Regions from separate parts of the Mus musculus genome. Here regions 2, 3, 4, 5 and 6 are each linked to region 1. The links are chromatin contacts, called in public HiCAR-type and promoter capture Hi-C maps. All regions are on one chromosome and are shown on one strand. The core of a region is the stretch at or near the end of the contact, and the rest is flanking DNA. Distances in the headings are between cores, read along the strand shown. Region 1 holds the start of Marf1 (meiosis regulator and mRNA stability 1). Region 2 holds the start of Sdf2l1 (stromal cell-derived factor 2-like 1). Region 3 holds the start of Top3b (topoisomerase (DNA) III beta). Region 4 holds the start of Cpped1 (calcineurin-like phosphoesterase domain containing 1). Region 5 holds the start of Dnm1l (dynamin 1-like). Region 6 holds the start of Yars2 (tyrosyl-tRNA synthetase 2 (mitochondrial)).

Region 1 (4,076 bases), core at 463-2,962:
TCTAGAGTGAGTTCCAGGACAGCCAATGATACACAGAGAAACCCTGTCTCAAACAACAAACAAACAAACAAACAAAAAACCACACACACACACACAAAAACAAACAAAAACAAACCCCACAAAAATCCAGAAATCCAGGTTTTATATCACCCAACACACTCCACTCTTATTCATAAGAACTTGTTATAATCACAGTGTTCATAATTTCAGCGTGCTTAAATCTTTCAAAGCCAAATCCTAAAATGAACTACCATATCTACCACTTCACTGAGAAACAGAAACGTTTAAAATAAAGTTTCATAGCTAGCTTCAGGTCAAAAGGCTCACCTACCTCTTTCTACACCAAGGTGCCTTCAATATTGCTCAAAGAGCCAGGAGTGGTAGCTCAGGAGGCAGAGGCAGGAGGATATCTGCAAGTTTAAGGGCAGCCAAGTTCCAAGCAGCTGTGGTTACACAGTGAAACTCTGTCGATAGATAGACAGATAGACAAGGCAGGCAGGCAGGCATATATAGACAGATTACTCAGTTCAAACAAATATAAGGAAAAACATTAGTGGCCTGCAGCCTAAAAATTTCCCAAATATTCCTAGGAATTCCATTTAAGCAGCCGAATCAGTCAGGGGAAGTTCTAATGTGAGAGAGTCTTCCTTTCTGAAACTCAGTTTCTGAGCAACTTAGACAGTGGCTGAGAATGCAGTGTGCAACATTGTACTGCCTGCATGTTGGTTCTGAAGGCCACCTATCTGTGCTGCTGTGGGCATGTCATCTTTATAAACATAAGGCCCATCTCTTGTGAGTCTAATCATCATAGCAACCCCCTCACTTATTTATTTGTAGTTTGGTGACAAGAGATACCTGAGGATGAATTATTTCCCAAATGACCTCCCCCCTGCCACAAACTCCCAGTCCTATGTATTTGCTCGTCTTCTACCTTTTAACTAAAATGACTCTTTTTTCTCCAATAGAATATAAATTCCATAACAATATTGACTGTATGTGAATATACGGTATCCCAACCTTCCAACTCAACTGTGCCTCACAAATATCAATAAATGACCCTGGACAAATGTAGAGCTCACTGAAGGTGAAGAAAGACCATTTAGCTGACAATTTCCTTGTATGCAAAACAGAAAGATCCTGGAAAGTCCAAAAGATACTAGTGCAACTAGAAAGCACCACGTTCGTGCTAGAATTAATTGGGGAGGTGGCTGAAACTGAAACTGCATCCAAAGTGGCTATTAAAACAAAAACAAAAAAACAATAAGGGACTCAGCCACACAACTGTCCTTTTTCTCAACTTTCCAACTTTGCACATCCTGCGAAGGTTGCTACTGACACCTGGAGGGCCGGGGAGCGAGCAGGAAGACAAGCGCCAGCTGGGACTAAACGCCTCGGAAGAGACCGGGGGAGCACTGGAGAGCGACTTTTTCGCACGGCCCCTTCGGCAAGTCCCAGTCCCGGTCCTTCAATCCCAGAAGCATCAGTCTGAGGGGGGAAAAGGCGTCGTTTCCAGACCAGCTACGTTGCTGATCAGAGCATCCGGTACGCCCTAGTGGAGTCCCGGCACTGACAGAGGACTCACCTCAGCCACTAGCTCCTTCTTGGCTCACATTCCGACACCGCCGCCTACCCCCCACCCCCCCCAGGCCCTTTATTTTGATTCCCGACTCCGCAGCTCCCGCCGCCGCCGCCAAGCGCTCCCTCCACTTCCGCTTCCGCCCCGCCCCGCCCCTGTCGCAAAACCGATACGCTTCTCTACTACTAGCCCCGCCCCTCTCTCCGAGCCTCCCTGCCTCACCTCTTCCTCCATAATACCACACCCTTCCTCTGCTCCGCCCCCTATGGCCGCTCCCTTTCTCCGCCCATTCCCAGCCCGTCCCCACTCCGCCCAGTCGCTTCCTCCAGTAGCCCCGCCCATTCCCCCGTCCCTCCCTTCCCCTTTCTGGCTCCACCCCTCCCTGAGTCTCGCCCAGTCTTTTCTTTCGCCCCGCCCTCGCCTCCGCGTATTTCTCCGCGCAGGGCACGCTGGGAAGTGGGGGGGGCGGGGCCTCGCGGCCCTGCAGCCTCGTCAGGCTCAGTCCCCTCCCGATAAACCTCAAAATAGGGTCTTACCTAGGGGGCTGGCGGCGTATTTTTTTTAGCAGGAACCCCAGTTTAGGAGTTCTCACTACTGGTTTGATGACGCCATGTCGAACGGATCTTCCAGGCGAAGAACTAGGGAGCTTTTGTGATGGAGTCAAGGAAAGGCTTGCCAGATGGGATTTGTTAGGGTTCCGCTCTAAAAGGTCTTGGGAGCGAGGACTAAGGAGAGAAGATTAATGTGAAATAAAGTATTAATGCTCTGCCTCGTCACGTGATAACCCTTATTTTTACAAATTAAATCGTGCACGTTGCACTGCATCTTTTAGCGCAACCTAGTGGCCAGTGGAGAAAGAACAGTTAAACCTGCCAAATGGGCTTTTGGCAAAGTCCTCCCTACCTATAGCAGTTTCAGTGCTGATCAAGTACATGCAAAGACTGCTGCTGAATATTGACACCAACAGTTAAGAGTACATGATATCCTTACCCAGTTTTATTTTTTCTTTTCAGAGACAGTGTCTCACTTGTGTAGCCTTGGGTTGGCCTGGAACTTGCCCCGCAGACTATGCTGTACTCGAACTTGCAGTCCCTTGCTTTCTGAGTGCTAGGATTAAAGGAGTTTGTGTCACCTGGCAAACGTTTTGTTTTAATAAACCTAGTGCTTTGTAACCAATACTTTTCAGATGACAGGTTGGCCACGAAAAAGAAGATGCTAAAGTTATAAGAACTTTGTGAAATCAAAAATACTTCATGTTTTAAACAGATAAACTGTTCTGTATCCTCGCTACCCCTATCCCCAACCCCACTGAGCCTTGAAGGCTTCACTTTTACTTGACCTAAATATGAGTTGGGTTTTTTTGTTTGTTTTTCCAGACAGGGTTTCTCTGTGTGATAGCCCTGGTTGCCCTGGAACTCTCTGTACACTAGCCTCAAACTCAGAGATCTGCCTGCGGTTGCCTACAAGTTCAAGAAGTAAAAGCATAACCTTTATTTAGAACCATGCCTGGCTTAAATATGAGTTTTCAGGATTCCATAGGGGGAAAGATAATTTCTGAAATTTCTAGCTCTTTGCTGCTTTCTGTTACAAGTTAGGAAAAAAATATAATCTAAATGTAGGCACAGTATAGAATGTCCTAGCTGGTTATTACTTTAAAATAGTTATACTTAAAAGTCTGCCAGAAGCCGGGCAGTGGCGGCGCACGCCTTTAATCCCAGCACTTGGGAGGCAGAGACAGGCAGATTTCTGAGTTCGAGGCCAGCCTGGTCTACAAAGTGAGTTCCAGGACAGCCAGGGCTATACAGAGAAACCCTGTCTCGAAAAACAAAACAACAACAACAACAAAATTAAAAGCACTACCTACTATTTAATAAAAGTAGGTTTCAACTTTTTGCCAGAAGTAGTGGCACAGTTCCAGGGCAACTAGAACTGCACAAAGAGACCCTGTCTCATTAAAAAAAAAAAAAAAACCAACTTCCTTTTTTTTTCCTTTGCTCAGTAATAATCTTCACATTTATGAAACAAAGATAACAGAGATTTATTATTGGTGTTTCACTGGATACTTTGCATTTGATTCAACTCCCCAAAGACCTAAGTTACTAAACAGAGTTCTCCTCTACCACCCATGAGGACAGGATCAAAGGAAGAGAAGTCAAACTCTCAGCTTGGTCACAGCACAAAAGCTACAAACAAAATGAACAGAATTTTTTTTTAAAAAAAAAGAGCAAAGCCAACTACAGTAGCCCAGGACTTTGATCCCAGCTCCTTCAAAGGTAGAGACAAAATTACAAATTCAGCTTATCCAGGCTACAGGGTGAGCTTAGGTCCAGCCTGGGCATCTTAGAAGGAATTTGACTAAAAAAAAAAAAAAAAAGAAAGAAAGAAAGAAAGAAAAAGAAAAGAAAAGAAAAAAGGGGGCTGAAGGTATAGGTCAGTGGTAGAGCATTTACCTAGAGTGGGTAAGGTATTGAGTTCAACCAACAAAACTGAGGAGAGGGGC
Region 2 (4,076 bases), core at 777-3,276, 3.0 Mb after region 1:
CTTCAGATCTTCCCCAGGGTTACAGCAAAAATAATCCCAGACCAACATTCTTTAATCATAAAGGCACTTGAGGGCCCCTACAAACAAAGTCTTACACAAGAGTGACCCCGAGATTGCCACTCAGCCACCCTCCCATCACTCATCTGGTTCTCAGAGTTCATCGTGACCCGTGGAGAGATCTGCTCCAGGCTTGATGAAGATTCCTTCCATTGCCTTCCACGTGTTGTGAGCATTGGCACTAGGCATGCCATGAACCTCATGCTGCCCACGGATGGGGTTACCATACTGTTCACCAGTGACCGACAGGAACACAGAGGTGCCCACGTGCTGGAAGCGGACACTGGCCTCTCGCTCCCAGTGTTGCCCAGAACATCGGACTGTCCACAGGTCCAGGTCATCACCCTCACCGTCTTCCCCAAAAGCACTCACCTCCTGAGAGTATAAGGTATAGGAACAGTCACACAGAGGGCACAAGCTCCCCTGAGCTGCATGTCTGGCCGTCATATTTGCACCTAGTATCCTGGGGCCTCTGCTCCTTTTCCTGACCTTCAGCATTCACAGCTATGAAAATGGAAGCCAAGAGTCCTGCCCTAGCTAGGCTCAGCGGCACACGCCTTTAAGCGTAGCACTCAGAAGGTATAGGCAGGCAGATCTCTGGGGGGTTTAAGGCCAGCCTGGTCTACATAGTGTGTTCTAGGACAGCCAGGGCTACATAGAGAAATCTGGTCTCAAAATAGACTCTCACCCCATTCTTCAGGTGCATAGAGCCTCTTGTATCAGACTGTGTAGTGCCAACTGGCCTTACCCCCAAATTCCCCTCCAACATTTTCCCCCTGAAACTCTCCAAAGCACTGTCAGATTCTCCCTGCGTCCCTCCCAGACCAGCTGCAATGAACACTGTACTTTAGTAGGAACTCTTTCGCAGAGGGGAAGGAGTAGGAAGAAGCTCCCACTTCTCTTTAAGACCCAGCCCTGAGTTTCTCCTTCCTGCAGTTTCCTATTATCTGCGCTGTGGGTCCACCTCTGTGTCCAAATACGAACTAATCTCTCACTTCTAACTCGGTGGAGAAAGTTACTGGGGACAGGACCCAGAGCAGGAGCTCCATAAACTTCTGAATAGAAACTCCCAATTCACAGTAGCTGACACTGAGTCCCCTCTTGGGCCCCTCCCCTACATCCCTCCCTCTGTCTTTGGGTCCCTGCCCCACGCAGCCTCTGTGGGTTTCGGAACGGGGCTTGCCTGGTTGTTGGATAGCGGCGACGGGAAGTGGTGCGTGTGCAGGTTCTTGCCGGTGAGCACGTGCGTGAGCCGCACTGCTTGCCCACAGCGCACTGGGAGTCCGCGCGGGCACCCACCCTCGGAGCCGCCGCGAATCCGCCAGTAACTATTGGCATCGTCGGACTCCTCCACGCCGGTTACCGACTGTTGGCCGCTGCCTGAAGAGTAACAGCCCACCCCACCCCGTGGATTCTTGTTAATCACAGACCTCCGGACCCTCGTCTTGAACACTAAAAAGTTTCCCTCACAGCCCCTACCACTCTAGGATCCAAAGAGCTCACCCCAGCCCAGGCCAGACCCTAAGTACCGGTGGACATCGCCCTCCCCCTTCCCGCGCATCCTCGATCCCTCAGGCTTGTCAGTCACGACCCACAAGCGAGTCTAGACTCGCAACCACCCAGCTCCCTGACAACCCACAGACCCCGCTAGGACCACCTAGTCTCTAAGCCCTCCGCCCCCTGGCGGTCCCAGTCACCACCCCTGCGCACCAGATCCGTATTTGATGTCGTGTGAGTGCAGCCGCACTTTGTGGTGGGTGTTGAGCAGCTTCAGCACTGACCCGCAGGTCACTAGCCCGGCGCTGGCCTTGGACGCGCCCCCACTCCGCACTGAGAGCGCCAGCAGCAGCCCCAGCAGCGTTGGCCCCGCTACCCTGCCCCGGCTCGCGCCCCACATCCCGCCAGCCGGCCAGGTTCCAGCTGCTCTAGACCTCTGCGCTTCCGTCCTCAACAGCGGCCAATCCAGCTCTGACAGCGCCCTCCCACGGCAGCCAATCGTCTGCGCGCGCGCGTTCCTCCTGCACTGCTATTGGACCGTGTGCAGCGGCCCCACCCCCAGCTTCCAAGGAGGTAGCTGGAAAGGGGTTGGAGACACCAGGAGGATTTTAACTGGTCCACGCTTCCGAGGACCCGCCAATAAAGCAGTGGCTGCGGCGAGCGTCCCCGGAGAGGCCACGGAAAGCCGCACACCCGGGTTGGTTGCTTCTAGTCACTTGGCTCCCGGTTAGAGATCCTCGGGTGTAGTAGGTATAGGAACCCCTTTGACCCTGGACCCCCTAAACTTTAGTCTCGTGTCCCTCCACTCAGACCCCGGGATAAAGCTACAGGTTCTTATGTTAATTACGAGATTTTGTGGTCTCAAAGTGGGCAGATAACAAAGTTATTGAAATCTCCTGGCCCCAGGAGTTAATCAAACTGAATCACATCAGTTTCTGGACCCCATGGTTTTTTAATTCTCTTAGTCATGCAGCTACTTGAGTCATTTGGTGGCAGAATCCTAAGGTTGCTGGATGACAAAGCTGTGAGCCCTCTCTCTCTCTCTCTCTCACACACACACACACACACACACTCACACAGTGCTGGCGCGCGCGCTCACGTACACACATTCACTCTATCCATCCATCCATCTGTTGAGTATTCACAAAGGAACTGCCCCTCCAGGCTACATTACTAAGAAGCTGATGAAGCATGTACTTAGGGCACTAGCTAGATACGCAGTAAAGTTTATGTTTGCATTAAAGTTTATGTTTCCGTCTGCAGATGTAGCTCAGTTGAGTGAGTCCAGCAAGCGCAAAACCCTGGATTTGATCCTTAGCAAATCAACCCTCAAGTAGTGGAGGCAGGAAGTTCAAGAATAAGTCTGAGGTCATCCGCCTAGAGAGGATGACAGGCAGACAACATGTTTCTAAGTAAGCTGTGTCAGAATAGTTAGAATCAAAATAGAGTCATTTGTCAGGCCTTTAACCCTAACACACACATGAATATGAGGCTGAGAAGGAGGGGATCTCGTGCATGAATGTCTAACAAGAATAATTTACAAAAGGCTCAGCCAGAACTGCCTTTCACAAAGGACCACAGCCTCACACAAAATATCTCTGCTTACACTCCAGAGCCAAAATGGGGGAACCAAAAATTCTTTTAACTTTTATGGGGCCTCACCTCATGACATTTTATATTTGTTTCCGTCTCTCTCTCTCTCTCTCTCTCTCTCTCTCACAGAAACTTTTTAAAACAGTTTTTTTTTTTTTATGTATATGAGTTGTAGCTGTCTTCAGACACACTAGAAGAGGGCATTGGATCCCATTACAGATGGTTGTGAGCCACCATGTAGTTGCTGGGAACTGAACTCAGGAACTCTGGAAGACAGTGCTCTTAACCAGTGAGCCATCTCTCCAGCCCTTGAAGTGGAGACTTAAGGACTCTATGTGTCAGTTGCATTGGGTTGATGTTTTGTTGGAGCAAACATGTGAAGGAACGTTTTGCTGAAGTGGACATAGATGAAAAGCTAAGACAGACTCATGAAGGAACATTCAGATAAAAGGATGTTTTGCTTAAACAAACACATGAAAGGACATATGATAATGGATTCTCTGCTAATGACACACATATATTGGTCCATCTTACATTTCGTAGTTGAGCTCCATTTGTCAGGACTCCATAGAGAAAAGTGCACCAAAAAACTTCTGGTGGTGGTATGTCTCGCTTCTTGCCACTTCTACAGACTCTGCCAATTGACAGAGTGATGTCAGCTGAGACAGACTCACATGGAGTTTTGCTAAGACAGACTCATGTGCTGAGGCAAGACCCATGGAGGACACATAATGTTTACAGAGAGAATAAAAAGGACTCGATGGACAGTGATAGACTTGGCTTGCTAACGTAGGTAGCTAAATGCTTGTTGGTCTTGCCTCTTAGCTGATCTTCCCTCCCTGAAAGAAGCACAGCCAAGAGTTTTTCCTGGCACTCCTATTGGTCCTGGTCCCTTCTGCTGATTCATTTGAATTGGGCTGAGGTCTTGC
Region 3 (4,076 bases), core at 1,010-3,509, 2.7 Mb after region 1:
CTGCATAATTCCATCTTCTAGGCTCTGCAAAACCTCACGTTCTACCCCTCCTTCCCATACCAGACTAGCCGAGCAAAGCAAACTCTGTCTTCAGTTCAGGGTCTGAATGTCTCCAGAGCCTAAGATCCCAAATCTGTATACGACTTTTCTCCTTCCCACTCCCTCTCCATCCTCTTCTTTTCCTGGCTCCGGAGCCCCACGGCACAGTAATACACAGCCTCGTCCTCAGGCTGCAGTTCAGAGATGCTCAGATACCCCAGGTTCCTGGTCGTATCTTTGGACCCGGAGAAGCGAGGTGGGATATCGGGACCCTGGTGCTTGTCTGAGTGTGAGAAGTATCTCAGCAGGAACCTGGGAGGGTGGCCCGGCCTCTGCTGGTACCAGTAAATGCTGTAAATGCCAATGTTATGGTCGTTGCTCAGGGTACAGGAGAGGCGGATGGTGGCTCCAAGGGAAGAAGATGCTAATGGTGGCTGATGCACCATGGGCTGAGGGCCACAACCTGAGAAGATAGAAGCATGTCCATCACTGGGGCAGAGCAAGGCCATAGGAGGAGCAAAGAAGCCCTGGGCCCCAAGAGTTTCCTTACCTGTGAGATAGGCCAGCAGCATGAGCAGGACAGACGTCCAGGCCATGGCTCCAGACCTGCAGCACCCTGCCCCCTACAGCCACTGCTCCTGGGCCCTGACCAGCTGGGAAGCACTCTCCTCCCTGCTTTGGGGAGAGGGTCACTGCACCCCTGGTTCCTGCTCACCACCCTCCCAGGCTTTCTGGGCTCTGTGACTCTGTCACTTACCAGAATGGTCTAATGGAAGCCTTTGTGGCTCTGGGTTTGACCCAGGGAAGCATTCTGGGAGGAAGCACCTGCTGGAACGTCATGGGCCAGAACCCAGGACTGCGGGCTTGTCTCCCTGAGGGAGAGTGACCTCAACTCCCCTTGAGAGGCTGAGCCCCAAATAAGCAGATCTGTAGTTCACTTTAAATGCCTGGTAAAGGGGACAAGAGTTTTCTCCTTAAACCTAAGCCTCATATCAGACCCCAAATATGTGTGGGAGCAGTCACTGGGCCTCTTTAGATGTTCCTCTACCATATGTGAGCACACTAAATAAATCTCCTTCCTCTGCTTTTTAGTATTATCTCTTTTAATTACATTTTTATTTTCATTTCTTTTGTGTTCACATGGCCAGCTTGGCAGCCACTGTCTGCCTGCTGAGCCATCTTATAGGTTTCTTACTTGTCTCGTTGACAAGTTGGGGCTGTCATAGCCAGTCTTGGTAACAAAAGGATGGCTTAAAAACATAAGTTTGAGGCCAGCCTGGGTCCACAGTGAGTTCCAGTGAGTTCCAGGATGGCCTTGGCTACATAATGAGACAATCTGAATATATACATACATATATATATATATATATTTTTTTTTTTTTTTAAGACAGGATCCCACTATTTTGCTCTGGCTGGCTATTCTGGAACTCAATGTGCAGATGAGGCTGGCCTCGAACTCACTGAAATCTGCCTTTCTCTGCCTCCCAAGTGCCGAGATCAAAGTTGTGAGCCACCATACCAGGCTATTAAAAAACGGTATGCTAATAAAGTCATCAAAACTATTTTAAAACTTCCATAATTCTAATACTCTAAAAAAATTACATATTATCTTCCAGATACATTAACACAAGTAGTGTGGTCTTCAAAATTTTAAAAGGTGCTTTGTTTTGTTTTGTCTTGTATAGCCTATAGTCCCAAGCTGGAATGAAATTCACTATGTAGCCCTGAATGACCTCTAACTCGCTGTCTCAACCTTCTGATTGCTTGATTCCTGGTAAGAGCCACCATCCCGCTCACAGATGTTGCTAACACTGAAAAAGCCTGCTATCTGAAATGTTTAAATTATTTTAATTATTGGGCTGGTTAAGTGGTTAAGGACCTGGGTTCAATTCCCAGTACCCATATGGCAGCTCACAACTATCCCCAGTTCCAGGGAATTTGACACCCCCGCACGGATGTGCATATGCAAGCAAAACACCAATGCATATCAAATAAAAATAAACTTTACATTTTTATTTTAATCATTAATTGCATATTTTCATCAGTTCTCGTAATCATACTGACAATCGTCATTAATGTCTTCTCCGGATGATTTTTTGGAGACACAATGGAGACTTGGGGAGCCCCTGCTGCTCCCAACAGGAAGCAGACAGCAAGGCACCCGGAACTCACCAGCCTCGGAACTTGCAGACACCTTAGTGTCGACATCGGAGGGCAGATGAGGGGACGCCACAGACGGACAGAGCCGGAAGTGAGTTCGTGAGTGGCCACCGGGGAAAGCACAGCCGGAGCGAGAGGCGCAGCGGCACGGCGGGTGAGCAGTGGGATGCTGGCTGCTCGAGGAAGCGGAAGACGCTGGCTTTCCCCAGGCATTTCCGGAATGGTAGCAGCGCTCCGACCCGGGCGGGGGCGTGGGGGAGGGTCCTGCCCTGGCGCGGCTTTTTCGCCATCCAGCCCTCGCCGTGGGGCCTCTGGGCGGCGGTGGAGCCGCGTTTAGTGGGCAGTGGTCGCTTTTCCAACGAGCTCCCCGCGGCCCCGAGGTGAGACGTTTCCCCCTAGTTGAGGGTAGGGAAACCGGCTCAGGGAAGTTGTGCTGCCCACAGAGGCTCAGGCCTGCGGTTTGCGTTCTTATCCGAAGGTTCCACTCGCTGCCTCCCGGAGCCTGCTCTGTCTGGAGACCCAGGCTGTTCTCGGACTTGATCTCTGCAGATTAGGAGAAAACTTGGGTAAACCAATGAGCTAGAGTCGAGGGCCAGCTAGTTATGCATAGGGAAGAACGGATGACCTCTCTTAACCTATTTGGAACCCGGCCTTTGGGAACAGGACTGTGAAAAGCCAGGACGACTTGGATTTGATAGCCAGAGAAAGGGGGGAATTTTCACCGTTCGCCAAGGTCCCTTGTCGCTAGTCTGAATTGTTATGCACTGCGATTTATTCTGGCTTTTTAAACTAGGATGATGAGATGGCTCAGCGCTCTTACAACCAAGGTTCCGACCCCGGGAACTCACGTTGTAAAAAGAGAGAGCTGAATCCCACAATTTGTCTTCTGACCTGTGACCGGCAGCATGTGCGTGCCCATACATATCCACACACAAAATAACTGTTTATTTGTTTGTTTAACTTTAACTCCTATTTTATAGCAATGTTGGTAGACAGAGCTGCAGCATACTAGATACAAAGAAGGAGTTAAGAGACAGGCTTATTTTCCTGGATCTGTAGGTGATTAAAAGTCACTGAAGTGTTAAATTCTTAGATTTCCCATGCTTTGCTGACCCCTTTTGGGGCTCCTCAAGTTAAATCCACTACTACATAATACAAAAAGAAACCTCCATATTTACAGTGCTTTCCAAGGGACACTGATTAGTGAGGTGTGGCAAAGAATGGGCAGGTTGTCTTGCTATTCTCTCTTTGCAATCCACACCTAAATAGCCCTTTGCTTACCTAACTCCAGAATAGGACAAACTATAGTGTCAGAGCCTTGGCAGAAAAGACTTGGTATATCATGTAGGTTTATGTTAAGGAGTCTTATTTAAGTGATCATATATAAAAATTTTGGCTAGACATTTTGGTGTACTCCTGAATTCCCAGCACTCAGGAGTTGAAGATAGGAAGATCAAGGCCGTAGTGGCTATATAGTTAAGAGGCCAGCCTTGGCCACACAAGACGCTGTCTTTGCCCAATACACACACATACACACACACACACACACAGCAAAAGCTTAAGTGAATAGTGTTGTTTCAGAGTCACAAAGTGTGAGTGTGGTGTGTAGGTGATGCTTATAAGCCATCAAGTCCAGGTTTTCTCATTGGTTTTCACTTTGAAATGGAAGATGAGCCTTAATTAGGGAAGTCTTGACATTAATCACAGTTACAAAAGCTCTCTAGAGTAGAATCTGGTCTAGGTAAAGGGAAATGTTCCTGTCAAGGCCCTGGATTGTCTAGTTCTGTACCTTAAAAGAAGAAAAAAAAAATGTTTTAAACAGCTTATTGCTATGTAACTGAGTATAGCCTAAAACTCAAGCTTCCCCTGCCGCATCC
Region 4 (4,076 bases), core at 473-2,972, 2.2 Mb before region 1:
TTTTCAAAGGGATTATCTGGGATGAGATGAATATAAAGAGACTATGAGGAACATTAAGCAGCCAAAAGATAGAGCCACTGTCATTCAGATACCTCCATCTGGGAACAGAGTCTAAGAACATAAAGACTGTTGGGAGAAACAGGGCCTTCTAGGGAGGAATACAGTCTACAAAGGGGAACCCTGGAAGGGCATCAAGTGCAGGAATACACATTCAGGTGTTTGTTTCTCCTCCCCCTAATCTCCCGTGGGAGCTTCTGGTTGGCTGAGTGTCTTCTTGCCCAGCTCTCCTGCCAATCTAAGGATCAGGACAAAGAGTTCATTCCTGCAAGCAGTCGCTCCTAGAGCACTGTGGCAAAGAGAAATCTGGAGAAGCAAAGACAAGAAAGACACCAAGTTGGTAAAACTCAGCACATCCATTAACAAAACATACAGCACGAATGCGCAATCAATGGGATACTGTTCAGAAGGAAGGAAGGAAGGAGAACTACTTAGAATAGGAGGCATCTCAAAAACATGTAGGCTGGGAAAACAAACAAACAAAAACCTAAGACACATTAAAATCTGTAGAAAATGGCAACACTGCAGACTGGACTTTCCCCAGTCCACCATCAGTGGATTTTTGGCTGTGCGCACCTGTGCAGAACCTTGAACTGCAAGGAGGGGAAAAGAAACAAAGGCCTAGCAGAGAACTGTAGGATTGATCTTCTTTGGCTAGCTAGGCAGAGGTAAGTCTGAGGAAATGAACCTGAAAATAGGATGTGAAGGCTGAGAAGGTGCCAGACTTCCAAGTCCCACCAGGTGAGCAGAGGAGAGCAGGTGCCAAGGCCCTCCGGGTTTGGAACGGGCCTGATTCTTTTTTCAGAGCAGTTCAGGCAAATTAGAGGCTGGATAACAAGGCGAGCGTTCCTGTGATTCTAAGCCAAGTGCCAGAGAAGAATCAACCCCAAAGATCCAAAGGAAACACAGGGAAACAGGAACCAATCCGGTATCCTCTGAGTTGCTGGGGCCTATCATTTGCTTAACACCCAGCATGTGTTCCACACCCAAGGTTACAGAAATAGTCTGATGTGTTAACAACGCTCCCTTTGAGGCAAGACTGGGTCAGATTATCTAAGCCCAACTTCCAAGAACGCTACCTGGACCAGAATGCCTTCCCTTTCTACGGTTACAGTAAGCAACTGGATATAAAAACACTCTCACTACAATTGACAGCCCCTGACACACACAGCGCTTGTCAGCTGCCCCGCAGAAGCTTGCCAAGGAAGAGAGAAGACAGGCCCCGTAGCAGAGCCCAAGCAGTCATTCACTTCTCTGCCACCTCCGCCCCGCTTCTGTTTAGTTTGTTTGCTTTATTTTTTAAGTTTGTGGTTTGCAAGGTCAAGTCAAGGCCAGCGAAGCACCCAACACTGCGAGGGAGGAACAACTCCGACAACGGTCCCCGGTGCTGTGTGCAACCCACGAAGGGATCCGGATAGAAGTGAGCGCCCGCGACCGGAAGGTTCCCCTCGCGGAAGGTTCTGCAGCTCTGGAGTGCCCCCCTTCCCAGGCGAAGAGCCAAGCAGTACCTGAGGAAAACGCGTCCAGGGTCCTGCCCCGGGCTCTGTGGAAAACATCCGCCGCCTCCATAGCGGACATGGCGAGCGACTGGCCTTGCCTGGGCACGTTCTGTGAGAGGAGGGAGCGACTCCACACCACCCGGCAGCCCCGCCTGGAACAGCTTCTGGAACCTGCCCTCCAGGAGGGCCGGGCGGGGCGGGGCCGCTCTGGGTGCTGCTAGTACTGCCTGGGCAGAACACGGAGATTGCCACCCCTAGTGGGATCCTCCCGGGGTCAGGATCCAACTTTCACTGGAACAGACTGGGGGTTGAGGCTTTGAGGCCTGGAGTTGTCTTATGTAACACGCATCGGGCCGCTTCATAATTTGGGATTTCAGGTTAACAAGAATAGGAAAAAACAAAACAAAAACAAACAAACAAAAAAACCCAACAAAACCCACGTTTAGCTTAAATATATCTCATGCAGTATTTGGGAGATACTTAAGCAGTTATTTTTAAAATATTGTTTATCTGAAATTCCATTTCAATTTGATGTCCTAAGTTTTATGTTGCAACCCTTCCAAACTGCCCACCATAATCTCAAGAGTCTTTAAGGCATCTTGACTGCCTGGACATTGCCACTGTCATTCTGTCACTGTTGTTGCTGGGTAACAGGCATTGCCCGAAGTACTTTGTGTTTTGCTTGTTACCTCATTGACTGCACTTGTCAGATGGGGAAACTGACACTCAGAGAGAGACACAACTCCTGAAAGCTAAGAGCTGCAGGTGAGCAAGACAAAATCTATCCAACTCAAAAGCCGTTACACTGGACTACAACCCTCACACTTGGTAGCAATCCAGATTTCGAGGTGGAAAATGTTAAATTCAGATCTCCAAAAAGAGGATACATTTATTAAGCACTACAGGGGAATTCCTAGGATCTGCCAAGTTGCTAAATTTTCTTCTCAACAAGTGTAAGCCTGAAATGTTCGTATGGTTAACAGAGCTAGGATGATGTCCCATGACCTTGAACTAGAGTCAGATATAAGTCCTAGCAATTTAGGACAGAAATACAAATGAGCTTGTGTCTCAGCTACTTGGGTTTATCCTAATACTACCACTTACTTTAGGTATGATCTTAAAAATTAGTTGCTCTGCACCTCAGTTTTCCTACCTGTCAAATGAGAACAATAACAATACCTAGGGTTATTGGGTTGGTGAGAAAGTTAGATGATGTTGTAATTTGCACATAAGATGTCTCCCGTAGGCTCATGTTGGAAGTTGTCCCCAGCTAGTTGTGAACGAAAGAAAAAGAAATAAAAAGGAAGGGAAAGGATATGAATTCCCCCTAGGTGTGGTGGAGGAGAAAGCTTATCTGTGGGAGAGTGTAGCCAAAAGCTGAGACATCTGTGAAAATCTAATACTGGGCAAGGGGAAGGGGTAAGGAGAAGGAGGGAAGAAAAGAACCAGGTGCAGCAGCCAGGAGGCCAAAGGTACAAAAAGGCTGGGTAACAAAATGTCTGGACTATATAGGGAAGAGCCCCTGGGGGGGGGGGGAAGGGCAGCCCAGCCTCTGGGCTGGAGTGTTCAGGGTAAAGGGTGGGATATGCCAGCCATACCCTATATCAGGTAGGAACTGAGGCTGCTGGAAGAACCTGGAGGCCAGGTCCACTTTGATGTGCTAAACTGGCACCTCACCCATGTCCTGGGTTTAAAACTTAACAAATGGCAGTGGTTTGGGAGGTTCAGAGAACTTTAGAAGGTGATTCCAGGTTAAAGAATAAAGGTCTTTGGAAGGCGTGTCTTGGAGATAATCTTGTTCCTAAACACTTCCTGTGACAGTGTGCCGCTTGCCCTTCTTGAGGTGAGAAGCTCCTGTGCCATACATCTTTGTGATGTTTGGCTAAGTTCCTGTGCAAGCATCTGCAACATAAAAACCTTTCTCTGATCCGTTTCTGCCATAGTCGTGAACAAAGTAACAAGAGTTGATGGATTTGTATGTCAAACTGCTTAAAGTAACAGTTGCAGTGGCAAGTAGTAAGTATATTAGCCATGGTAATTATTAATCATCATACCTCTATTTGCCACATACAACCTGGACATGAGGAGGGATCTGACGAAATGGGCAAAGTGAAAGTGAATGGCTGAGAGCCAAAGCCCTGATACTTCCGAGGGACTCAGCCCTAGCCTACATCTCAGGCAGTAATTTTTGTATCCACAAGTCTCTCAACTCATTAAATATATGGATCTAGTTCTTTCTTTGCACAGCACCTTTGAAATGTGGTCTTCTAAATAGAAAACTGTTACCAGGAGTGGGGTGGGAGGAGAGGGGTAGATTTTAGAAGGGTGACAGTCACTAGCTGGTATGCCATCCCACCCCATGAGTGTCCTTATAGGGTAATAGACTTTTCTGTCCTCAGAATGTAGTTTGGGTAGTAGTGGAGCCAGCTCTTCCTCAAGGTGTCTGTGGCTAGAACCAATTGAAACATTCTAGAATGCAGATAAGAAGCTGAGGCCTGATGTACGGAAAAGTGCCTTGTC
Region 5 (4,076 bases), core at 656-3,155, 2.2 Mb after region 1:
TGCATCACTGAAAATCTTCTATAAGATCGCAGGAACAAAATACCAAAACAAACAAAAAACCAAATAGTACACTTGATAATTTGGTCTTCGGGCACAGCCAACATCAAGTGTTAATGCTGGATTATGCAGACATGACTGTCCGAAAACTATCTATGCCAACCCAGCAAATGGCCCCAAAATAATTCCTACTGCTTTAAATATTTAAAGGCCAATAATAATAATAAACTACAGGATGGTTTGAAGTATATGGATATCCTCTAATTTATTTCTTCTTATAATATTTATACACTTTCTGTAGTTAAGATGTAGCCATACAACCCATGGAAAACAGAGAAATCACCCATCACCTCAGAAGAAAAGAATATTAACAAATGGGAGCACCTAAAAGTATGTTTATAAAGGGGCTGGGGAGATGGCTTGGAGGTTAAGAGCAAAGGCTGCTCTTTTAGAGGACCTGGTTTCCAGCACCCACATGGCATCTCACAATCATTTGTAACTCCAGTTTCGGGGATCATATACTTTCTTCTAACCAGCACCAGGGAAAACACTCACATCATAAAAATTAAAAAAAAAAAAAATTCTGGGCATGGTAGTTTTTCAGTCAAGGGAGCTGAAGCAGGGGGAGTGCTATGAGTTTCAGCCAATTCAGGTAACAAGGTAAATTCTTAGCCAGCTTGAAGTACAGAGTAGGGCTCATCTCAAAAACAATTCTCGCCAGGTGTAGTGGCACACGCCTTTAATCCCTGCACTCGGGAGGTTGAGGCAGGCGGATTTCTGAGTTCGAGGCCAGCCTGGCCAAAGTGAGTTCCAGGACAGCCAGGGCTATACAGAGAAACCCTGTCTCGACGCCCCCCCCCCAAAAAAAAACAAAAACAAAAACAAAACAAAACAATTCTCCCCAGGAGGATAGAGGCACTGAATGGTCTTCCAGAAGTCAATTCCCAGCAACCACATGGTGGCATGGTGGCTCACAACCATCCATAATGGGATCTGATGCCCTCTTTTGGTGTGTCTGAAGACAGCGACGGCGTACTCACAAACATTAAAACAAACAAAACCAACAAAAAACGCCCTCCTCCCCTAAAGTTCTGTTGCTCCTCTTCAGTTCAAAGCAGGCATTTTTTTAAAAAATGAAACTCACATATCTCTGCTATTCTAGATATCTATTCAACATTCTTTCATACAAAATTTGGACTTATCGCCAATACCCCACATAAGGCCTGAGAACCTTATACCAAATTTGGGTCACAGTAACAAAATTACAAACACCAAAGTCATGGTGCTCCTTCCTAACTTTAGGCCTCCAACTACACCCGGGATTTTCTTTTAATCTTATTTTTACTTTGTAATAGCTCCGTGGGCCACCGACTCACCACTAGCTTGCTGCCTGTCTGCTCACAGCAACTCCTGAGTCCGTCGCGTCCTCAGCGGCCGGAAGGAAGCGACAGCCGCCCACACGCCCGCCCGCGCGTCCCCCGAGTGCCCTTGGGCCAAGCCGCGCCGGGCTGTAGGCTGCAGGGCCACTCAGTCCCGCTGAGCGCCCGGGAGCAGAGCGGAGCGCCGAGCTGCCGGCCTCCTCCTGGCGACACCTGCAGGCCTGCGGCCGAGCCAGGCCTCGCAATCGCGGCCTCATCTTACCTGCGTTCCCACTACGACGATCTGAGGCAGCTGGATGATGTCCGCACCCACTGTGTTGAAGACGTCCTGCAGCTTATTGATGACCGGGATCAGCGCCTCCATGACCCCCGAAACACTGGACCCCCAACCCAGCAGGCCACTGCAATGAATGGGGACTCGACCCACAGCCCGCTTGCTTCCTCTTCTCCTCCGCCCTTTCCTCGGGAGCCCGCACCCATTGGGCCGGGCCAGCACCCAGCCCGCTCCCGGCAGGCCACGCGCCACGACAGAGGTGGGCGCGCAAAGGCTGCCGGGAGATGTAGTTCAGGCTGAGTGGAACGCGAAGGCCTATTCTAGAAGGTTTCAGGTATCGACCTGAACTGGGCGGGTAAGGAAGCTGAGACCGTGAATCTGAGTCTACTATAGTCAAAATGCTAGCTAACAGCTAGATGAATAATGATTGTTAGAGTGTTATGTATGAGTATGCCTCCAGGAGTTGGGACACACCAATTTTATGGACAACCATGGAAGACTTAGACAAAAGGTTAACAAGGTCTGTACTACATAGTGAAATCCTGTGTTTATAAGAAGGGATAGAGTCGCCGGGCAGTGATGGCGCATGCCTTTATCCCAGCACTTGGGAGGCAGAGGCAGGCGAATTTCTGAGTTCGAGGCTAGCCTGGTCTACAGAATGAGTTCCAGGACAGCCAGGGCTACACAGAGAAACCCTGTCTCGAACCCCCCCCCCCTTCCAAAATAGGGATAGAGTCTATTAATTAACCAATGTCATTTCCTTATGAGAAGTACTACTTTATGAAGAGCAATCAAGGAAACTATAGGAAAACTTAAAAGAATGTCTCCAGACATTTCTACCGCTCCAGCCTACCCACCAAGAGAGTTTATCTGGTCAAAGTTCTGAGAGTGAATGATAAGCCCTTAGAACTAGACATTCGTATCACACACACCAACTACGACTTAAGGTACAATGCAGAAATGAAGGCAGAAAGAATATAAGAAACCAAGGATTGAGCAGCTGTCATCTACTTACAAAGCTGTAGTTGTAGCCTGAATACATAGCACTATATACCTGCACAAGATTGGGCCCTCCAGCTATCTATCATAGAAACAGGAGGTGCCCATGAAGCTCCATTCTTTCTAAAGGAGCAGTAACTGTGAATGTTTGCTGGAGTTGGGGATTAGCTTTTTCTATTAGTATACCCACTAGGACTAATAGGTGGGAAGAAGGAGTCCTAGAAAGGAAGGGGGAATATCAGAGGGTAATGAGGGTACCAAAATAATCACAATATACTGGATTTTAAGACTGTTAAACATAAATAAAACAGTAACTCAGAGCCACAAACTCCCCAGCCTGAGAGGAGTGAAAAGCCAAGCAAAACTTGTTGCTATCTATTCATGATAGCCATGAGCACTCATAGTCACAAAGTTGTGGATTGTATAACTGGAGGGGTTACTTACCATTCACCTGCAACATATGCCATAGGAGACAGGCTTTACTGTTCAGAACACAGATGGTGGCTGGTTAATAAGTTTTGAAAAACACATAAATGAAAGACTCTGAAGATCCAGAAGTGATTTTTGGACATCTTGGCAAATGTTGTGACCTTCCCTTTTGTCTTTTAAAAACAAAGATTTCAGAATCCAAAACCAAGTGCAGCAGCATATATGTAACCTCAGACTGAGAAGGCAGAGGCAAGAGTCAGCTCTATTGTCTCCATAGTGAGCTCCAGCCTAGCCAGAGATAAATAAAGTACCCTAGGAAAAATGATGCATTTATACTTGATTTTCCTTTGTCTTTTACTGTGTGCTAAGAGCTAGTTTGGTAAAATTGATATACATACATATTACCAAAGCCAACATGTCATAGATTGGTATGGTATATGTTCCTACTCAAATTATCTTTTCTCTGGTAACAGAACACATATAGTCTTATATATTATCATGTAGCTTTTTGTAAGAGAAAAAATAATCCCACAGGCAGTGCTTAAGAAAGTCTACCAGTACATTACTGCCAGGATTGCCCAGAGCAATCAGACATAAGAGGAAAGAAACAGGAAGGGATGAGGCCTAAATATTATTACACACACACACACACACACACACACACACACACACACACACACACACACACAAAGATAATCTGAAAGTAGACACAGGCCCCCATTCCTAACTCAGGTGCAGGTACTATCTCCAATTGATAACTGCTCACAAAAAAAAAAAAAAAAAAAAAAAAAAGGTTTCTCCAAGGGAGTTTCTTCTTCAGAGGTGTTTTCTGAGCCTTAGTGAGGGATGTGAGTTTGTGTGTGAGTGTATATGTGCATGTATGCATATATGTTTACATATGTGTAAATGTGTGTGTGTGTCCAAGGTGGTGGGGGTGATAAAATGCTCCTTTTGCAGCTCAATGCTTAGTTTTTATTCCCAACACTCTGGCCAGTTTT
Region 6 (4,076 bases), core at 698-3,197, 2.1 Mb after region 1:
TCTTCAAATACCTTAGTATTAGGACATGGAAAGATCTGTAGCTAATGGTCTGGGGATGGGTCAGGATCCTCTTTCAGGAACGTGAGTGTTGTTTGTCTTCTGCATATGACTCTTAGTCAAAAGGCTTGCCCAAAGTGTGGATTTCTCTCCAAGAGCATTCCATATTTAAAGATTAGCCGGTAATAAAGTGAAACAGCCTACCTCCTTGTTTCAGTTTGGAAGACTATGGAAGGAAATCTCAGCTCCTGACTTCCTCTGGGATACTGAATGACTCTTGTCTGGCCTGAGCTTTCTATTGCCGTGATAAAACAATATGACCAATGGCCTGGGAAGAAAAGCGTTTATTTCACTTTACAGCTTATAATTCGTCATTCAGGGAAGTCAGGGCAAGGACTCTAGTCAGAAAGACTCCTGAAGGAACTAAAGCCGAAGTCATGAAGGAGTGCTACATACTGGCTTATTCCACATTGTTTGATCAGCCTGATTTCTTTTAGCACCCAGGACCACCAAGGGTGGTGTTTCTTTTGGGACCCTGGGACAAGAGACTCAGGTGCATATTTTACATATGAAAACAGATCTGGCTTCCAGGTTCTCTCAGCATCCCTAAGTCTCTACCTGGCATACCCTATCCCCAACCCTGTACATTCCAGCCCAGGGGATGGGCTGCCCTTCCCTCAGACGCTCTTTGCTATACAATCTACACATTTTGCTCTCTCTCTCTCTCTCTCTCTCTCTCTCTCTCTCTCTCTCTCTCTCCCCACCCCCTGCCACAAGCCCTTTCTCCCCCCCCCCATGGCGACCCCCCCTGGCCTCAATTCTAGGGGGACAGTAAATCTGCTTTATAATCTAATCTGGTTTGAATTGGCTCATTTTACCGGAGAAAGGACCTATCAAGAGGCACCACCCACAGTGAGCTGGTCCCTTCCACATCAATCACTGATCACCACTGGCTTGTTCATAGGCCACATTGGTTGAGGGCATTTTCTCAGTTTAAGTACCTCAATGACTCTAACTTTGTCAACTTGGCATAAAACTAGCCAGCACACCTCTACTGCAACTTACTCCTGGCTCAATTGTTCTCTGTCTCCCTCCATAACCCCTACTTCTCTCACAATGGTAGGTGATGGCCACAAATGGCACATTCTCAATAATGCTACTCCACATAAATCAGGGAGTTTTGAAAGTATGGCCCACGTCTACTCATATATGGAAATGTCAGAATAAATTCATTATTTTGTACAATTTGTGTACGCTAATTAAAATGTTTAAAGAAAATTAGTCAGAATCTACAATGGGACTTGGGGGCTGGCTCACCTGCCATACAATTGCAAATGAGAGTCCTCATCCTGGTGAGAGGATTCCTAAAAGCACCTAATATGTTATGACTTTGAATGACTCCAGTTTTTGTTATACTAAACACAGGGAGTTCTTTCCTGTTTTGACTTTCCTCTTGCTAGGAGGAGACTGCCACCTTCAGGACACCCACTAATGACGTGTGTGTGTGTGTGTGTGTGTGTGTGTGTGTGTGCGCGCGCCTGCCTGCCTGCCTGTACTGTGACGAGGCTCTCATTAACTGGGGAAACTGGTACAAAGAAATTTCGTCTCCACTCCACTCCGAGTTCTTTCTACAGGTCCAAGACTTATGGGACTTGAGCATCACAGCTTTTGCATGATCATTTAAACGACAGTAAACATTTGTCGAGCGCTTACTACACCGCCAAGTGCTTTCACCACAGCTGTGAGACAGGAAGTACTATCACGACATCCTCACTGAGAAAACGGGAATGAAATGATAGAGGAACAGCGGGGGCCGCAAGACGGAACTCAGTCGGTCCACATTCCAGGACTGCCTACAGCACCAAAGCCTAACAGGCCTCCCGCTACGCCCGAGCATGCGTAGAGAGACACCGAGGCGCCCGCGGTCGCAGGGCGACAGAGGTCCAGCATGCCTTGCGTGTCCCGCAAGATGGCGGCGCCCATGCTGAGGCGCCTGTGCCGCGTTCCGCAGTCCCTGGTCTGGCTACGAGGGTCGCGTGCGGTGCGCCCGGGCGCGCGGGGAATGCTGGTGGCACCGAGGGCCCGCGGCTTGTTCAAGGAGTTCTTCCCCGAGAGCGGCACGAAGACAGAGCTCCCCGAACTCTTTGACCGCCGCAGGGCGGGCTCGTCCCCCCAGACGGTGTACTGCGGCTTCGACCCCACGGGCGACTCGCTCCACGTGGGGCACCTGCTAACTCTGTTGGGGCTCTTCCACTTCCAGCGAGCCGGCCACAACGTGATCGCGCTCGTGGGAGGCTCCACGGCCCTCCTGGGGGACCCCAGCGGCCGGACCAAGGGGCGCGAGGCGCTGAGCGCCGAGTGCGTGCGGGCCAACGCGCACGCCCTGCGGCGAGGGCTCGAGGCCCTGGCGGCCAACCACGCGCGCCTCTTCGCGGACGGCCGGCCCTGGGGCTCTTTCACGGTGCTGGACAACGCGGCCTGGTTCCAGGAGCAGCACCTGGTGGATTTCCTGGCCACGGTGGGCGGCCACTTCCGCATGGGCACTCTGCTGAGCCGGCTGAGCGTGCAGTCGCGTCTCAAGAGCCCCGAGGGCATGAGCTTGGCGGAGTTCTTTTACCAGGTGCTCCAGGCCTATGACTTCTACTACCTTTTCCAGCACTATGGATGCCGGGTCCAACTGGGCGGATCAGATCAGTTGGGCAACATCATGTCTGGCTACGAGTTCATCCACAAGTAAGCTGGAATTGTTAGAGCCTACGGAAACCCGGGGACGAGTATACAGAAGTAGTGTGTTATTCGTTAGGAAGATTGTAAGTTAGAGCTGGGAGTTAGAGCTGCTGGAAGCAGACCGATATTCAAGATTTGGATTGTGTCTGTTTTCCCTAAGTCGCCTTTAGTTTCTTTAGAAATTGTTATTTATCCTGAAAATAATTGGACTTCTGTTTAGAACCGTGTGCACTAATTTAGCTTTTCGCCTCCATAAAGATTTTCACAGCGTTTTCTTTTTTTAAAGATTGATTTATTTATGTATGAGTGCTCCATCTCTATGTAACACCTGCATGCCAGAAGAGGGCACCAAATTCTTATATTATATCCCACATGGTTGCTGGGAATTGAACCCAGGATCTCTGGAAGAACCACTGAGCCACCTCTCCAGTCCTCACAGTTTTCTTGAGGAACATAGATTATATGGCTGGTTCGTGTGCTACACGACAAAACTCATTTAAAAATATTAAAAGCCACCTTCTAAATGTACCTCCTGGTATCCTTTCGCCCAACTTTGTCATTTTTCTACCTGATCCTTCAAAAATCAAGTCCTGTTGACCTGCTCAGGTGCATTCCTCAATTGCACTTAAGCACGACACATGTAGATATAAAATGCGTGTTTTTATGGTTCTTGAGGACCTGAGTCCAGACTGAGAAAGGGTTTTAAAAACATATAGTAAGTAACCAGACTTAAATGTGTACTGTGCTTGGTGGAACTAATTGTGCCTAACAGAATACCATGAATGTATGTGTAGGTTGACTGGAGAGGATGTGTTTGGAATCACTGTACCTCTAATTACAAGTACAACTGGAGCAAAGCTGGGAAAGTCTGCTGGCAATGCGGTTTGGCTAAACAGAGAGAAAACATCACCGTTTGAACTTTATCAGTTCTTTGTCAGACAGCAAGATGATTCCGTAGAAAGGTAAGCTTTAATAGGCATTTGAGAAAAATTAATATGTAGTTATGATTCAGTTTTAGCTAGTGAATCTTTTTCTTTGTAGGTTTTTTTCATTGATTCTATTTAAGGTGTAAATTATTATGTCACATGATATTGCCATTTTTATTTTTACGATACTAGAGTTGAACCCAGGGCTGAATGGCTATTTTATTAGGTAGGTGCTTAACTATTGAGCTACATCCCAGGTCTGGAGAGAAAAAAAAAATGCGATGTTCTAAGTTGCTCAAGACAGCCTCTGGCTTAAGTCTTACCTCTTACATCTTTTGAGGCTTGGAACTTAGCCATAGAATCCCAAAAGTAGGTAGCTGTTGTGAAGACACCTACTCATGTGAGTCTAAATTGTGTACTCTATCT

The links. Promoter capture Hi-C pulls out the DNA fragments that hold promoters and counts their contacts. HiCAR-type assays count read pairs that join an accessible place to other places. Capture Hi-C pulls out chosen DNA fragments and counts their contacts.
Region 2: a promoter capture Hi-C map of embryonic stem cells shows a contact between it and region 1, with 4 times the contacts expected there. The contact joins the promoter of Sdf2l1 here to the promoter of Marf1 in region 1. A contact is called at or near these places in 2 of 39 promoter capture datasets (the 3T3-L1 cell line and embryonic stem cells).
Region 3: a contact with region 1 is called in a HiCAR-type map of astrocytes, with 9 times the contacts expected there. The contact joins the promoter of Top3b here to the promoter of Marf1 in region 1. A contact is called at or near these places in 1 of 484 Hi-C or Micro-C datasets (muscle stem cells), 2 of 115 datasets of contacts at active chromatin or transcription factors (astrocytes and embryonic forebrain) and 1 of 9 other capture datasets (adipose tissue).
Region 4: a contact with region 1 is called in a promoter capture Hi-C map of adipose tissue, with 4 times the contacts expected there. The contact joins the promoter of Cpped1 here to the promoter of Marf1 in region 1. A contact is called at or near these places in 1 of 39 promoter capture datasets (liver) and 1 of 9 other capture datasets (adipose tissue).
Region 5: a contact with region 1 is called in a promoter capture Hi-C map of liver, with 2.9 times the contacts expected there. The contact joins the promoter of Dnm1l here to the promoter of Marf1 in region 1. A contact is called at or near these places in 2 of 39 promoter capture datasets (hippocampal neurons and pre-B cells), 1 of 484 Hi-C or Micro-C datasets (B cells), 2 of 115 datasets of contacts at active chromatin or transcription factors (astrocytes and thymic regulatory T cells) and 2 of 9 other capture datasets (adipose tissue and liver).
Region 6: a promoter capture Hi-C map of adipose tissue shows a contact between it and region 1, with 3 times the contacts expected there. The contact joins the promoter of Yars2 here to the promoter of Marf1 in region 1. A contact is called at or near these places in 4 of 39 promoter capture datasets (cranial neural crest, hippocampal neurons, liver and 1 more), 3 of 484 Hi-C or Micro-C datasets (B cells, CD4 T cells and CD8 T cells), 1 of 115 datasets of contacts at active chromatin or transcription factors (astrocytes) and 3 of 9 other capture datasets (adipose tissue, liver and pancreatic islet).

Annotation. Positions count from the first base shown.
Region 1 is chr16:14,157,562-14,161,637 of GRCm38.p6, forward strand. It overlaps Marf1 (meiosis regulator and mRNA stability 1), which reads right to left and starts at 1,713. Exons shown (of 27, transcript NM_001081154.2): 1 at 1,583-1,713. It overlaps Mir484 (microRNA 484), which reads left to right and starts at 2,065; the gene lies at 2,065-2,131.
Region 2 is chr16:17,130,357-17,134,432 of GRCm38.p6, forward strand. Sdf2l1 (stromal cell-derived factor 2-like 1) reads right to left here and starts at 2,027. Exons shown (of 3, transcript NM_022324.3): 1 at 1,768-2,027; 2 at 1,241-1,437; 3 at 1-432. The coding sequence starts at 1,954. The coding sequence ends at 151.
Region 3 is chr16:16,868,477-16,872,552 of GRCm38.p6, forward strand. Top3b (topoisomerase (DNA) III beta) reads left to right here and starts at 2,260. Exons shown (of 18, transcript NM_011624.3): 1 at 2,260-2,579. Vpreb1 (pre-B lymphocyte gene 1) reads right to left here and starts at 779. Exons shown (of 2, transcript NM_016982.2): 1 at 590-779; 2 at 1-502. The coding sequence starts at 635. The coding sequence ends at 120.
Region 4 is chr16:11,907,701-11,911,776 of GRCm38.p6, forward strand. It overlaps Cpped1 (calcineurin-like phosphoesterase domain containing 1), which reads right to left and starts at 1,723. Exons shown (of 4, transcript NM_146067.3): 1 at 1,566-1,723. The coding sequence starts at 1,635. All of the region lies in intron 2 of Gm9961 (predicted gene 9961), which reads left to right.
Region 5 is chr16:16,357,126-16,361,201 of GRCm38.p6, forward strand. Dnm1l (dynamin 1-like) reads right to left here and starts at 1,906. Exons shown (of 21, transcript NM_001360008.1): 1 at 1,639-1,906. The coding sequence starts at 1,740.
Region 6 is chr16:16,301,018-16,305,093 of GRCm38.p6, forward strand. It overlaps Yars2 (tyrosyl-tRNA synthetase 2 (mitochondrial)), which reads left to right and starts at 1,948. Exons shown (of 5, transcript NM_198246.2): 1 at 1,948-2,730; 2 at 3,519-3,686. The coding sequence starts at 1,967.